Regions from separate parts of the Mus musculus genome. Here region 2 is linked to region 1. A link is a contact called in public HiCAR-type data. All regions are on one chromosome and are shown on one strand. Each heading gives the region's core, a stretch centred on a gene start, on an enhancer-like site or on the middle of the called end of the contact. The rest is flanking DNA. Distances are from core to core; before and after follow the strand shown. Region 1 holds the start of Dact3 (dishevelled-binding antagonist of beta-catenin 3). Region 2 holds the start of Fosb (FBJ osteosarcoma oncogene B).

What was found. HiCAR-type assays count read pairs that join an accessible place to other places.
Region 2: a contact with region 1 is called in a HiCAR-type map of astrocytes, with 5 times the contacts expected there. The contact joins the promoter of Fosb here to the promoter of Dact3 in region 1. A contact is called at or near these places in 5 of 39 promoter capture datasets (cranial neural crest, frontonasal cranial neural crest, hippocampal neurons and 2 more) and 4 of 115 datasets of contacts at active chromatin or transcription factors (astrocytes, embryonic forebrain, forebrain and 1 more).

What each region holds. Positions count from the first base shown.
Region 1 is chr7:16,872,860-16,878,859 of GRCm38.p6, reverse strand. Dact3 (dishevelled-binding antagonist of beta-catenin 3) reads right to left here and starts at 3,543. Exons shown (of 4, transcript NM_001081655.1): 1 at 3,187-3,543. The coding sequence starts at 3,435. 9330104G04Rik (RIKEN cDNA 9330104G04 gene) reads left to right here and starts at 3,974. Exons shown (of 2, transcript NR_152128.1): 1 at 3,974-4,648; 2 at 5,947-6,000.
Region 2 is chr7:19,306,383-19,312,382 of GRCm38.p6, reverse strand. Fosb (FBJ osteosarcoma oncogene B) reads left to right here and starts at 2,338. Exons shown (of 4, transcript NM_008036.2): 1 at 2,338-3,077; 2 at 4,943-5,263; 3 at 5,717-5,824. The coding sequence starts at 2,952.

The DNA.
Region 1 (6,000 bases), core at 2,294-4,793:
ACAGAAGCAGGTGGATCCCTTTGAGTTCCAGGCCAGCCAGGGGTTACACACTGAGATCTTGTCTCAAAAACTGAACCAAACCAAAACTAAACTGAAAACAACAAAGGAGGAGAGGTAGAGCCCCTGTGAGGGGCTAGAGGTGTGGCTCAGTGGTGGAGCCCCTGCCTAGAATCCCCCAGTGAGGGGGCTGGGGGTGTGGCTCAGTGGTAGAGCCCCTGCCTAGAATCCCCCAGTGAGGGGCTGGGGGCGTGACTCAGTGGTAGAGACCCTGCCTAGAATCCCTCAGTGAGGGGGCTGGGGGCGTGGCTCAGTGGTACAGCCCCTGCCTAGAATCCCCCAGTGAGGGGCTGGGGGCGTGGCTGAATAGTACAGCACTTGCCTATCCTGTTCCTTACCCTTAGTTCCATCCCCTGGATTGGTAAATAAAAAACCAAAGCTTTGCCCGGTATTCTCCATCTCTTTCCTGGCATGCAAACTGTTTTTGAGAGTAGATACATTAGAAAAAAATCAGAACAGACTCAAGCCAATTCAAAAGGTAGTGGCCTTCTCAGCATAGGGAATCAAATGGAAGATGAGGGGAACTGTGCGGGCCAATGAATATTTAAGGTGAGACTTGGCCCTCAGTGTCCAAGATCCAATCATCTCTTCCACTGCCCAGCTGTAAGACCTTAGGTAGGTGTCTTGACCTCTCTGGGCTTTACTTTCCTTATCTGCAATGTGGCATCACATGACTTGGTCTTTAATAGCTCGAAGGAAAAGCTAAAAGGAATTGAAAAATCAGTTGTCTTTTTCAGCACTTCATCAAGGCCAGTTTACATTATTACAAGACAGTATCTTACAAGGAATAATTTCTAACACTGCTTGCATAATTAAAATTATATGTAAAATGATGGACTTTTGGGGGAGTGATGGATTCCATAACTGTCATCTCAGTTTTTCCACCAGGGGGAGGAGTCAAGAGTTGGGGAACAGACAGCCTGAGTTCATCTCTAAATGACCTGTTGTCCCCAGAGACTTCTTTGCCCAAATGTCCCCATATCTTTTTTCCTCTCTTTACATTCCGGTGCCCTTTCATCTATGTTAAGAAGTCCTGGGCTGGTGAGATGGCTCAGTGGGTAAGAGTACCCGACTGCTCTTCCAAAGATCCAGTGTTCAAGTCCCAGCAACCACATGGTGGCTCACAACCATCCGTAACAAGATCTGATGCCCTCTTCTGGTGTGTCTGAAGACAGCTACAGTGTACTTACATATAATAAATAAATAAATCTTAAAAAAAAAAAAAGTCCTTCTGCAAGTCTAACCCAAGTCCTTCTTGCTGGAAGGGATATTTTTCCTTCCTAGGAGCAACAGGACCCCTCTATACACAATATCCACTCCCCTCTCTCTGCAATACTTCCACTCTGAATGTGACATGCCCACATCATGTCTCACAGAGTCACCAAGTCTAACTTCGGGGTTTTCTGTTTTGTTTCATAGGGGGTGTTTCTGAGTGATGGATGGAGATGTAGGTTGTCTTATAAGACAGGGGGTTTCTGGAATCAGGAGTGACCCCACTTCCTCTTCTGAAAGACCCAGGAGCCCTCAACACCTGAGGTGTTTATATTTAGCGCTTTTCTACTCCTCCATCAGGCAGGCTCCTGTCCCAGCCTTCCACCTCCTCCTCTTTGAGGCCTGGCTGAGAGCCTCTACTGCCTACATTGGGGAAGGGGTGGAGTGTGAGGTACAGGTCTGCTCTCCCATCACCACTTCATGCTAACCAGGAGGACTCAGCACTGAGAAGAGGGGCAGAGAGTGAGGAGGGAGAGAGGCCAGACCACTACTGGTCTGCAGTGGTGCCTTCTCCCACCCTCTTAGTGGACTGGATGGAGGGGTCTGGCAAAGCGCAGGCAGCGGAGGGCAGGGGTAGCGGCTGAACACCTCCCCTCCTCGGTAACTTTTGGAGGGGGCGGGGCCTCCCACAGCTGTTTCTGCTTGGAGAAGAATGTGTAAGGTCTCACTCCCTGCACCGTCAGGCCGGTTGGGGGTGGGGCTGGGCGTCTGGCCTCAGCCCCTTTCCCCATTTCCCATCTGGGGAGGGGGCAGCCGAGGTCAGCAACAGCCAGATCCCCGTCTCCACCCCCACAGCCTCGGCTCAGGTTTCCCTAAACGGGAAGCTCTGACCACACACATGTACACACATAGAGGCTTAGGTACCGGGATGGGATGGGCCAGGGGAGTGGGCTGGGGGAAGGGAAGAGAGATGGAGACAGACATTAGGCAGAAAAACATTGAGGCCTAGAGACAGACCACGACCCCATTTCTAATCTCCTCTGTTTTTGGAAGCTTTACAGGTCTTGGAAGACCATAGAGACAGAGACTGTGTTAAGGAAATGAAACAGAGATGCTGGGGTATGGAAAGGTTGGAGCAACAACCGGAAAGGGTCTCCAGACTCAAGGAGTGATGTAGGGAGGGAGAAAGAGCTGGAGCCTTTTCAATTTGAAAGTCATCATTAGAGTTCCTCGGCGAATCATACTCTCTCTCCCCTCACTCCCTAGCTATCTTCACCTGGCCTCCCCGTGTTACTGAGCCATGGGACCAAGTAGAAGAAAGAAGTGTCATTGGGTTGATCAAAATGCCCCCGGGGGTCCTCAGGGACTGTTCGGGGGTTTCTCAGCAGCCGGTCTCTCTCTCCAGAGGCCTGAAGATTCCCCTTCCCCCACCCCGCCCCCTCCAGGGATCTCCAAGCACCCCGAGACTTAAGGAAAGATGAAGATGGATTCCGGGTAGCGGGGCCCAGAGGGAGGTTATGTTTGAATGCCGGCTGTGTGACCTTGGGTGAGTCTCTTCCTGTCTCTAAGCCTCAGTTTTTTTCTCTGTAAAATGGGGACTTTCAAACCCTCATGAAATAGGAAATCTGTAAGAAGACGAATGTTTGGTTTAACACACACTAGGCATCCAGGACGGTTAACAGGGTCCATGCTGAGTCCAACGGAGGCCGTGCATCCTCCCTATCAGCTCTATTTGGGGGTAGGAAAAGCCAGGTCTCCAGTCTTATCTCTTTCCCCCTGCCTGCTCCCCTACCCTAGGACCGGTGTGCTGAGCATACACTACCAAGACAGACAGACGGACACAGGAGCAGGGAGGTGGGGGAACGAATGGGGGAGGGAGGAATGCATGGATGGACGCACGGACAGGCGACCCCTCACCAGCTGCTCCTCCAGGGCTGCTGCGGCCCTGCGCGCCGCTGCCGCATCCTCGTCCTCCTCGGCGTCCTCCTCGTCCTCAGCCTCGGCGCCCCCCATCCCGGGCTGGGCCAGCCGCAGCGCCTGCTGCACGCGGTACTCCTGCCTCTCTCGGAGCCAATGCAACTCGCAGAGCCCGGCCAGGCTGCCTTCCAACCATCCCCGCAGCCGACCCCGCTCCGGGCTCACCGGGAACGAGAAGGCCCGGATCATGGCTGCGGCCCCCCGCCCCAGCCCGGCCGGGCCCCACGGCCGCCCCTCTCGCCGGTCCCACCTCCCCGCCCCAGCAGCCCGCCCGCCCGCTGGCCGGGCTGTCACCGTCTCATCTGCATAGGCGCCCGCCCATTGGGCCGCCCACCCGCGCCTCATCTACATGACCACGCCCCTGAAGGCACGACAACGACCTACTATTGGTTGTTGCCTTCCGTGACGCAGGGCTCCGCCCCGCCCCATTTTTCCTTAACAACGCATGCCCAGGACTACCTACGGGGGTATCAGACTCGCCACGCCCCTTTGTGCGGCGATCCTGGGGCTGTGGCCACGCCTTCTTTATAATCACAATGAAGCAAGCCCGCCCTTGCTCCAATTTCATTGGTGCCAGTCGCTTGGTTCTGGAGCTGGTTCCGCCCCCTTGCGGGCGAGCGCTGGCTGCCATTGGGCTCTCCAGGTCCAGGGAAGGGTGGTCTATAAATAGAGACTGGATCCACGTGACAGCTCCGCAGCTGCTCTTGCCGCCCCTCCCAAACTTTCAGCTTCTGAGTCTGCGCAGAAGGATCATCAGTGATGATTGAATCCGGATCACGCCTCCTCTTCCAGGCAGCTTTCCCAGACCCTCAGAAGTAAAGCGGATTGAACATCTTACGGTTTGATTATGCTTTTAAGCAGGACCTGTTCAAACCGGCTCTGTAATTCCATCATAGGGGAGGCTGAACCAGGAGGAGAATTGAGAGTTCAAGGCCAGCCTAAACTACATAGTGAATTTCAAGCTAGTTTGGATTACACAGCGAGTTTCTGTCTCATCAAAACAGCACATTTACGGAATTACAAGACCCTGGGTGAAATATTCTATGCTTTGACCAGAAGAGAATCTGAGGTCTTTTTTGTCTTCCAGGTGCGGTGGAGCTGAGTTCCACCAGTCTGAGCTCGCAGGGGCCTTTGTTCACGGTTCTAAGAGGCTTTGTTCTCAGTCTTCTGAGATGCTCTGTTCTCAACGTTCTGAAGTTCTAAATCTGAGCCTGCCTGCTTTCGAAGGCTGCATTCTGCCTCTTCTCACTGGGCAAGCCGGGCTAGCGCCCCCTCACGCGGCCAGCATGTGTCACTACACCCGGTGTGTCGGCAACGTTTGTGAAATAGCCCATTTCTCAGACGGACCTTTGACTCCTTAAAAGCTCAGATCTGGAAGGGAGGATGGGGCCGTAGAATCGCGGTGAGTTCGAGGCCAATCTGGGCTAACTATGACAGCCTGTCATTGAAAGAAAAATATAGTGTGAAACTGTCTTTTATAATGTTTTATGATCATCTGGCAATAACCAACTTTGATGTGGTGAGTCTATGCCACTTTAAGGCAGAGTAACACTAGGAAACGTATTTGGTCTCTCTGTGCTCTTCATCTACATCTAAAAAAAAGTTATTCTGAACGTTTAACAGCATAATTATGTTTTGTTTTGCTTTTTGAGGGTTTCACTAAGTAACCCTGGCTGAACTGTAACTATGTAGACCAGACTGGCTTGTTACTTTCAGACCACCTCTGGGTTGTATCTGACTCCCCCTACTCCAGTGCTCGTATTAAAGGAGTGGGTCACCACGTATAACCCTGTTATTTTTTATTATTTTTTTTTTGGAGTAACAGCTTCTACCACTCATAAAGAACTGAGTCTTGGGCATGGTGAGTCATATCTGTAATCCCAGCACTGGAGAAATGGCTCCGTGATTTAAGAGTGCTGTTGCTCTTCCAGAAGACCTGGGTTCGGTTTCTGGCACACAGAGAGAAAAAGAGGCTCACAGTCCTCTTTAACTCCAGCATCAGAGGATCCACTGTCCTCTTCTGGTCTCCTCAGGCAACTGCACTCTGTGCGTGAGTGCACACATACACCACACACTGAAATATTTAGTCTTGCTGGGCAGTGGTGGCGCACACCTTTACTCTCACAGCACTTGGGAGGCAGAAGTAGGCAGATTTCTGAGTTTGAAGCCAGCCTGGTCTACAGAGTGAGTTTCAGGACAGCCAGGGCTACACAGAGAAACCCTGTCTCAAAAATTTTTTTAAAATTTTTTTTTCATGGTGCCAAGAGTGGTGGCTCAGGTCTGCCACTCTCGTGCTCTAAGTGATTAGGCAGGAAGATCTGCAGGTCCAGACTAGCCTGGGCTACATGGCAAGACCAAACAAAAGACTGGAGATGAGGCGCAATAGTTGAGGCTTTGTCTAGAATCCTACTAGTTTCAGCCCCCAGTACATGAACAGTCATGGCAAATGAAGCCTCAGTTTACTCTCAGCTGTTGGAGGGTTGAGGGCTAAAAGTTGCGGTGACCAAGCAACTGGAGAACTGGGCAGGGATCCAGAGTTAGAAAGGACAGCATGATGGCAGGAACCCTCAGGAGACAAATGTAGGTGGGTAGTGAGTGCTAGGCTAGCCTGGTCTAGTGAGCTCCAGGACAGCCAGAGCTAGGTAGAGAGACTTGGTCTCTAAACAAATTAAAATAAAAAAAAAAATCCTTTCCCCACAGCCTCAGGGCCAAGAAGGAAAAGCTGGAAGCTTCGATGCTCTGATCCCCTAGCCA
Region 2 (6,000 bases), core at 1,089-3,588, 2.4 Mb before region 1:
ATCCTGACAACAGACCAGCTATTTGGAAGACTCAGAACCTAGCCAAGCTGCCTGCAAGAGGTTTAGACCAACTAAGACATCTGGAGAGAGCACCCTCCAATCTGTGGAGCAGTCTTCAGGCTCTGCAGGGTGCTCCAGGCTCCCAGCTTTGTAAGCTGTCACTCATGCTGGGGCGGGCTTGGGTGACGCAGCTGTCTTTGAGTGACTTCTCCCGTAAGTCACCCCTCACCCATGCACACTCCTGTAAGTAACTCTAATAGAAAATTCATCGGTTCAGCAAATTGGACTTTGGTCTCTTCTGAGCTGGCTCCCTGTCTAGGGTGAATGGACATGTGTGTGTGGCATCTCCCCTGGAAAAGTTTTCTTTCCCTAGGCTTGGCCTGGGGTCTCCCAGGCTTTTTGCAGTTGCTGGTGGCATCCTTCTTAGTGGGTACTTAAGAATCAGGACCCTGGCCAGCGATGCAGCAGCCGTTGGCAGAGGGCTCCCCTAGCATGCAGGAGGCCCCTGGATTACATCCCCAGTAATAAACCAGGCCTGGCGACAATATAGAGGTGAGAGCAAGATGTTCATTGTCATCCTTGGGTACATAGTAAATTCTAGTCTTTGTTTTAAAAACAAACAAACAAACAAACAAGCAGGACATAAGATCAGATATGCCTGGCATGGTGGAAGGTGCCTTTAACTCCAACACTCAAGAGGTAGAGGTCATCCTGGCCTACAGAATGAATTCCAGGCCAAAGGTGGTACATAATGAGACCCCATCTCAAAAACAGACAGAGAAAGGAGGAGGGCAAAGGGTAGAAAGAGGAGGGGATGTTCACAATAGGGGGAGGGGATGTTCACAATACGTGTATATATATTCTTTCCTTCTGGATGTGGATAGAACCCAGGACTTCACACATGCTAGACATTCATTCCACTTTAAGCTACATTCCCGCCCTCACATCCCCTTTTGTTTAAATCATTAATATTGATATTATTATTATTATTATTATTATTACTACATATGAGTACTGGTTGTTTTCTGTCTTTGCATGCATGTGGAGATCAGAGAACAATTTTTAGGAGTCATTTTTCTTCTTCCACCGTGAGTCCCAGGGATGGGACTCAGGTTGTCAGGTATGTGTAGCAAGCTCCTTTACCTGTGAACCATCTTGCTGGGGCTGATACCTGCTGATTGCTAAACACATGCCACCGATTATATTAATGCACTAGTATTTTATTTATTTATTTTTCGAGACAGGGTTTCTCTGTGTAGCCCTGGCTGTCCTGGAACTCACTCTGTAGAACAAGCTGGTTTCGAACTCACAGAGATCTCCCTGCTTCTGCTGGGATTAAAGATGTGTGCTGCTGCCGCAGCTGCCACCACCACCAGACACCACCAATTATTATTGTTCAATTATTATTGTATACACACTTTCTTTTCTGTCTCCTGAGCTAAGTGGGAAGGAGAGGCTTCCAACACCATCAAGCCTGAAGAACTCACCGGGTGTGGGTTCCTACCTGCTCCAATTCTGCAGGTCCCCCAGATTCAGGGACCCGGAAAAGCCACCTATCCTTTGCTTAGCTATGAGTACTGAAGTTTTAGATCAGGGAGGGAGCACATTTTCCAAGCTCACCGAGTCACACAGAATCCGTGACAAAGCTAGTGGGGAGGGGACTGCATCCTTACCCATCCCTACACCTGGAGATATCACAGACTCTCCAATTCCTCCTGAGCCTCAGTTTCCCCACCTAGACTGATTATACCCCTCTCGCCAGAATCTGCACTGGGGACCTTGCTCTTTTTCACCAGCAGGGGCGCTGCACCGGTTTGGGGAGGGTGGGGTCCCAGGGGTATAAGCAGACCTGGGATCTGGAGTTGCACCTTCTCCAACCCGGGTCAGCAGGGGCCTTCTGAGGGAGTTTAGGCGCCTGTCAATCTCAGCCTCCGGGACAGCGTGGAACTGCGCAGGCGCGGGCGGGTTCCGCACAGCGCAACAGCGGGCGCGCGCAGGAGCGAGGGATTCCCTCTGACGTAATTGCTAGGATACCAAACAAACACTGGGCCGCGCTGGCCGAGCTCCTTATATGGCTAATTGCGTCACAGGAACTCCGGGGAGGGCGGGGCGGGATCCCCTCCCGCGAAGCCCCTCAGAACGCAGCCTTGGGGACCCCCGAGACCCCCAGGGTCACACTATGGGCAGGTGGCAGGTGCACGAGGCCCTGGAGGGCGCCACAAGGAGCTCAGTCGGCGGGAAGGGAGAGTTTGGGAGGTTTGTGCATGGAGTTGCGGGTGACGCAAGCGCGGGGGCGGGTCCCGGAGGCATAAATTCAGCCCGGCAGCTCCCGGTTTCATTCATAAGACTGGAGCGGCTACGCCGGGGACACGCGGAGCCGGGGCTTGCTGGACTTGACTACTGGTGACTCTTTCTTTTTCTTCTTCTTGGAGGCCGTGAAAAATTTATATATATATATTTATATATATTTTTAAACTGGAGAGAAAGTTTTGTGGGTTTCCTTTTTGCAAGACTCTTTCTAGATCGTTCTTCCGATTCGTCCGGAGGATAGACTTTCTTTCTGTGGGCTTCTGGATCGCGCCCCTCTGCTCTCCCTCATTTCTTGGGACGCTTCGACAGGATTGGAACTGCATCTGAAGCGCACGCTGCACCGCGGCACTGCCCGGCGGGTTTCTGGGCGGGGAGCGATCCCCGCGTCGCCCCCCGTGAAACCGACAGAGCCTGGACTTTCAGGAGGTACAGCGGCGGTCTGAAGGGGATCTGGGATCTTGCAGAGGGAACTTGCATCGAAACTTGGGCAGTTCTCCGAACCGGAGACTAAGCTTCCCCGAGCAGCGCACTTTGGAGACGTGTCCGGTCTACTCCGGACTCGCATCTCATTCCACTCGGCCATAGCCTTGGCTTCCCGGCGACCTCAGCGTGGTCACAGGGGCCCCCCTGTGCCCAGGGAAATGTTTCAAGCTTTTCCCGGAGACTACGACTCCGGCTCCCGGTGTAGCTCATCACCCTCCGCCGAGTCTCAGTACCTGTCTTCGGTGGACTCCTTCGGCAGTCCACCCACCGCCGCCGCCTCCCAGGTAAGTTTTAGATCGTAAAGATTCTACTTTAGTGGTTGGGGGGGGGGGTGTTTCTTTCAGGCTAAAGTGTAGATTGAGCATCCTCTCAAATAGAGACGCGCCAAAACCCAGGATCTGGGATTGCAATAGTTCGGTTTGCACTTTGGTTTTTTGTTGTTTGCAAACTGCAAAGAATGGAGTGATGTTTGCAAAAGGTTATTTGCGCGGAGCGCGGGAAAGGAATGCAGCTGGGCAAACGTTGGCGATGCCCGGTGCAAAGTATATACCCGGTGGTTAGCAGAAGCTGAGAACTTTTAGCCGAAAGCCGGCTCCCTAAGCCGAAGCTAGGCAAGTAGGGGAAGAAAAAGAAACAAAAAATTCCAGAGAAGCTTCCAGGAGCCTCCTCCTCTTCCCTCTTCCTTCAAAACGCGGACTGCAAGTCCGCAGTCACCCTCCACCCAGCAAGAGTTAGGGCCTCGAACCCCGGTCACGCTGCCTCCGCCTCCTGCGCGGAGACGTAACGGGGGACCCGTGCGTAAAGGCTGACGCGCTGGAATCCTCCGTCTGACGCGGGGCACGCACAGCGCGCAGCGCCCCCTCCGCCCGCCCCGCCCCTGACGTCCCGGGCACGTTCTATTTTGGAACGCCGAGGCCACGTTGCTAAGGGAGGGGGCAGCGTGGCTTTGTGATTGGCTGTCGCGGCGCGAGCTTTAGCCAATCAGCGTTCCCTTCCTATTTGTAGAGCGTAGCTCCCTTCCTTGCTTTTTGTGGTTCTTCCCGTGCTGGGGGTCTCCAAGAGGGAGAGCTAGGGGATTCTTGTCGCGATCGGGGGACTCGTTGTCACCCCATGGGTCTGCGAGGACCTTGTGTGGACCTGGTCCTGTTGTCATAAGCTAGAGGCTTTTGGCTGAGTGTTAGCGCCTCTAAGGGGGAACTGAAGGCCTCATCCCTTCTCCAGGCACACATATACGTGCTCCCTGAGCTCTAGACACTCAGTCCTTCCGAGGTGTTCAAACACTAGATGAGCTAGCCTACGGAGAGGCAGCCAGGTGGTCTCTAAAAGGTCTGCCTTCCCTTAGTTCCCAGGGCTCTGATTGGCCAGGGATTCAGCCCTTCCCTCGCCACGCCCCCTAGAGTAGTTAAGCCTCTAGGATTCCACTTGCGGGAAGGGGGGGGGGGGGCGTGATGGACGCTTCTTGGGTTCGGGGACGCAGATCCTATGTCACCCCATCCCCTGCAAGACAGTCTGAGAGATTCTCGCTGTCACTTTTCTCTGCCTATCAGTTCACTGAAACCTGTCAGTCTCACTGGGGAAGAGACAGACACTCGGAAGGGATGCTCTCAACTCTTAGGCCGGTCCCCCAACACCGTTGGAACTGGGATCTCCGCCCCTGCGGGAGCCCTCATGCAGTGGGGGGTGTGTTTGTGTGTGAGTGGAGGAGAGGAAGGCTTGGGCTAAGGCCTCTCCCTCTCCCTCCCTCTGTGGTGGGGGTGGGGTGTTTTGGCTGTATGTGTGTGTGAATGTCTGTGGCTCCATCCCGGGAGGTTTGTCACCAGGTTCTGTCCAGCCTCCTCTCCCACCCACCCCCCCACACCTAAGAGTCACCAACCCGGGGTGTGATTCACCACCCGCTGGAACCGTGCAACCTTTCCCCGAGGAAGAAGGAGGAGGTAGAAGGCAGTTGAACAGAATCTCTCATTAACCACTGCGTCACGGTGTAGTGGAAGGGTGGGTGTTGTGGCTTTTTGCCTGTGACACACACATCCACACCCGCTCACCCTGTGCTCACTCACAGGGGTCGGTGTGTGTTATGTGTGTTGGGCGTGTGTGTGTCGGTGGCTTTGTTTGTGTGTCTACGCCTGTGTGTGTATGTCTCACCCCGTAGGAGTGCGCCGGTCTCGGGGAAATGCCCGGCTCCTTCGTGCCAACGGTCACCGCAATCACAACCAGCCAGGATCTTCAGTGGCTCGTGCAACCCACCCTCATCTCTTCCATGGCCCAGTCCCAGGGGCAGCCACTGGCCTCCCAGCCTCCAGCTGTTGACCCTTATGACATGCCAGGAACCAGCTACTCAACCCCAGGCCTGAGTGCCTACAGCACTGGCGGGGCAAGCGGAAGTGGTGGGCCTTCAACCAGCACAACCACCAGTGGACCTGTGTCTGCCCGTCCAGCCAGAGCCAGGCCTAGAAGACCCCGAGAAGAGACAGTAAGTATGAGGCCTCAGGAGTTGGGATGGAGGAGCCTAGCTAGGGATGTGGGCTCAGTTTGTACAGTGCTTGCTGCCATGCATGAAGATCCCTAGCACAGCATAAGCCAGGAGTGGTTATGCAGACCTGTAACCCCAGCTCTCAGAAGGTGGAGGCAGGAGGAGCAGGAGTTCGAGGCCAGCCTGTGCTACTTATGGAGTCCAGCCTGCACTGCAAGAGATCATTATTTTCAAAAGTTGGCCTTGGGGGGAGGTGGGTGAGGGAAGTAAGAGAAAGTGACAGTAATTTTGTCACTTAATAGTTGGAGGTTCCTCTGAGGCCTCAAGTCTGAAGGAACTTTACCATTCTGGCCAGTGAGGAGTAGGGGTTATTATTTGGGGTTCAGGAGGAAGGAGTTTTCTTAGGGCTGATAGAGGTACCCCCAGATCTCATGGTCCTTATCTCTGACTCAGCTTACCCCAGAAGAAGAAGAAAAGCGAAGGGTTCGCAGAGAGCGGAACAAGCTGGCTGCAGCTAAGTGCAGGAACCGTCGGAGGGAGCTGACAGATCGACTTCAGGCGGTAAGGAGGAGTCTGGGGGTGTCTTGAGGCCGTGCTGGGAGCACTCTGCCTTGTTCTTCCCCCGTTTCTCACTGTGCCTGTGTCCTAAACGAGGAAACCCCCTCTTAGGGAACAGGGGTCAGTATAGGCTGATGGAGTGGCTCCATATGCATGCTCAGACCCATGCCCACTTACTT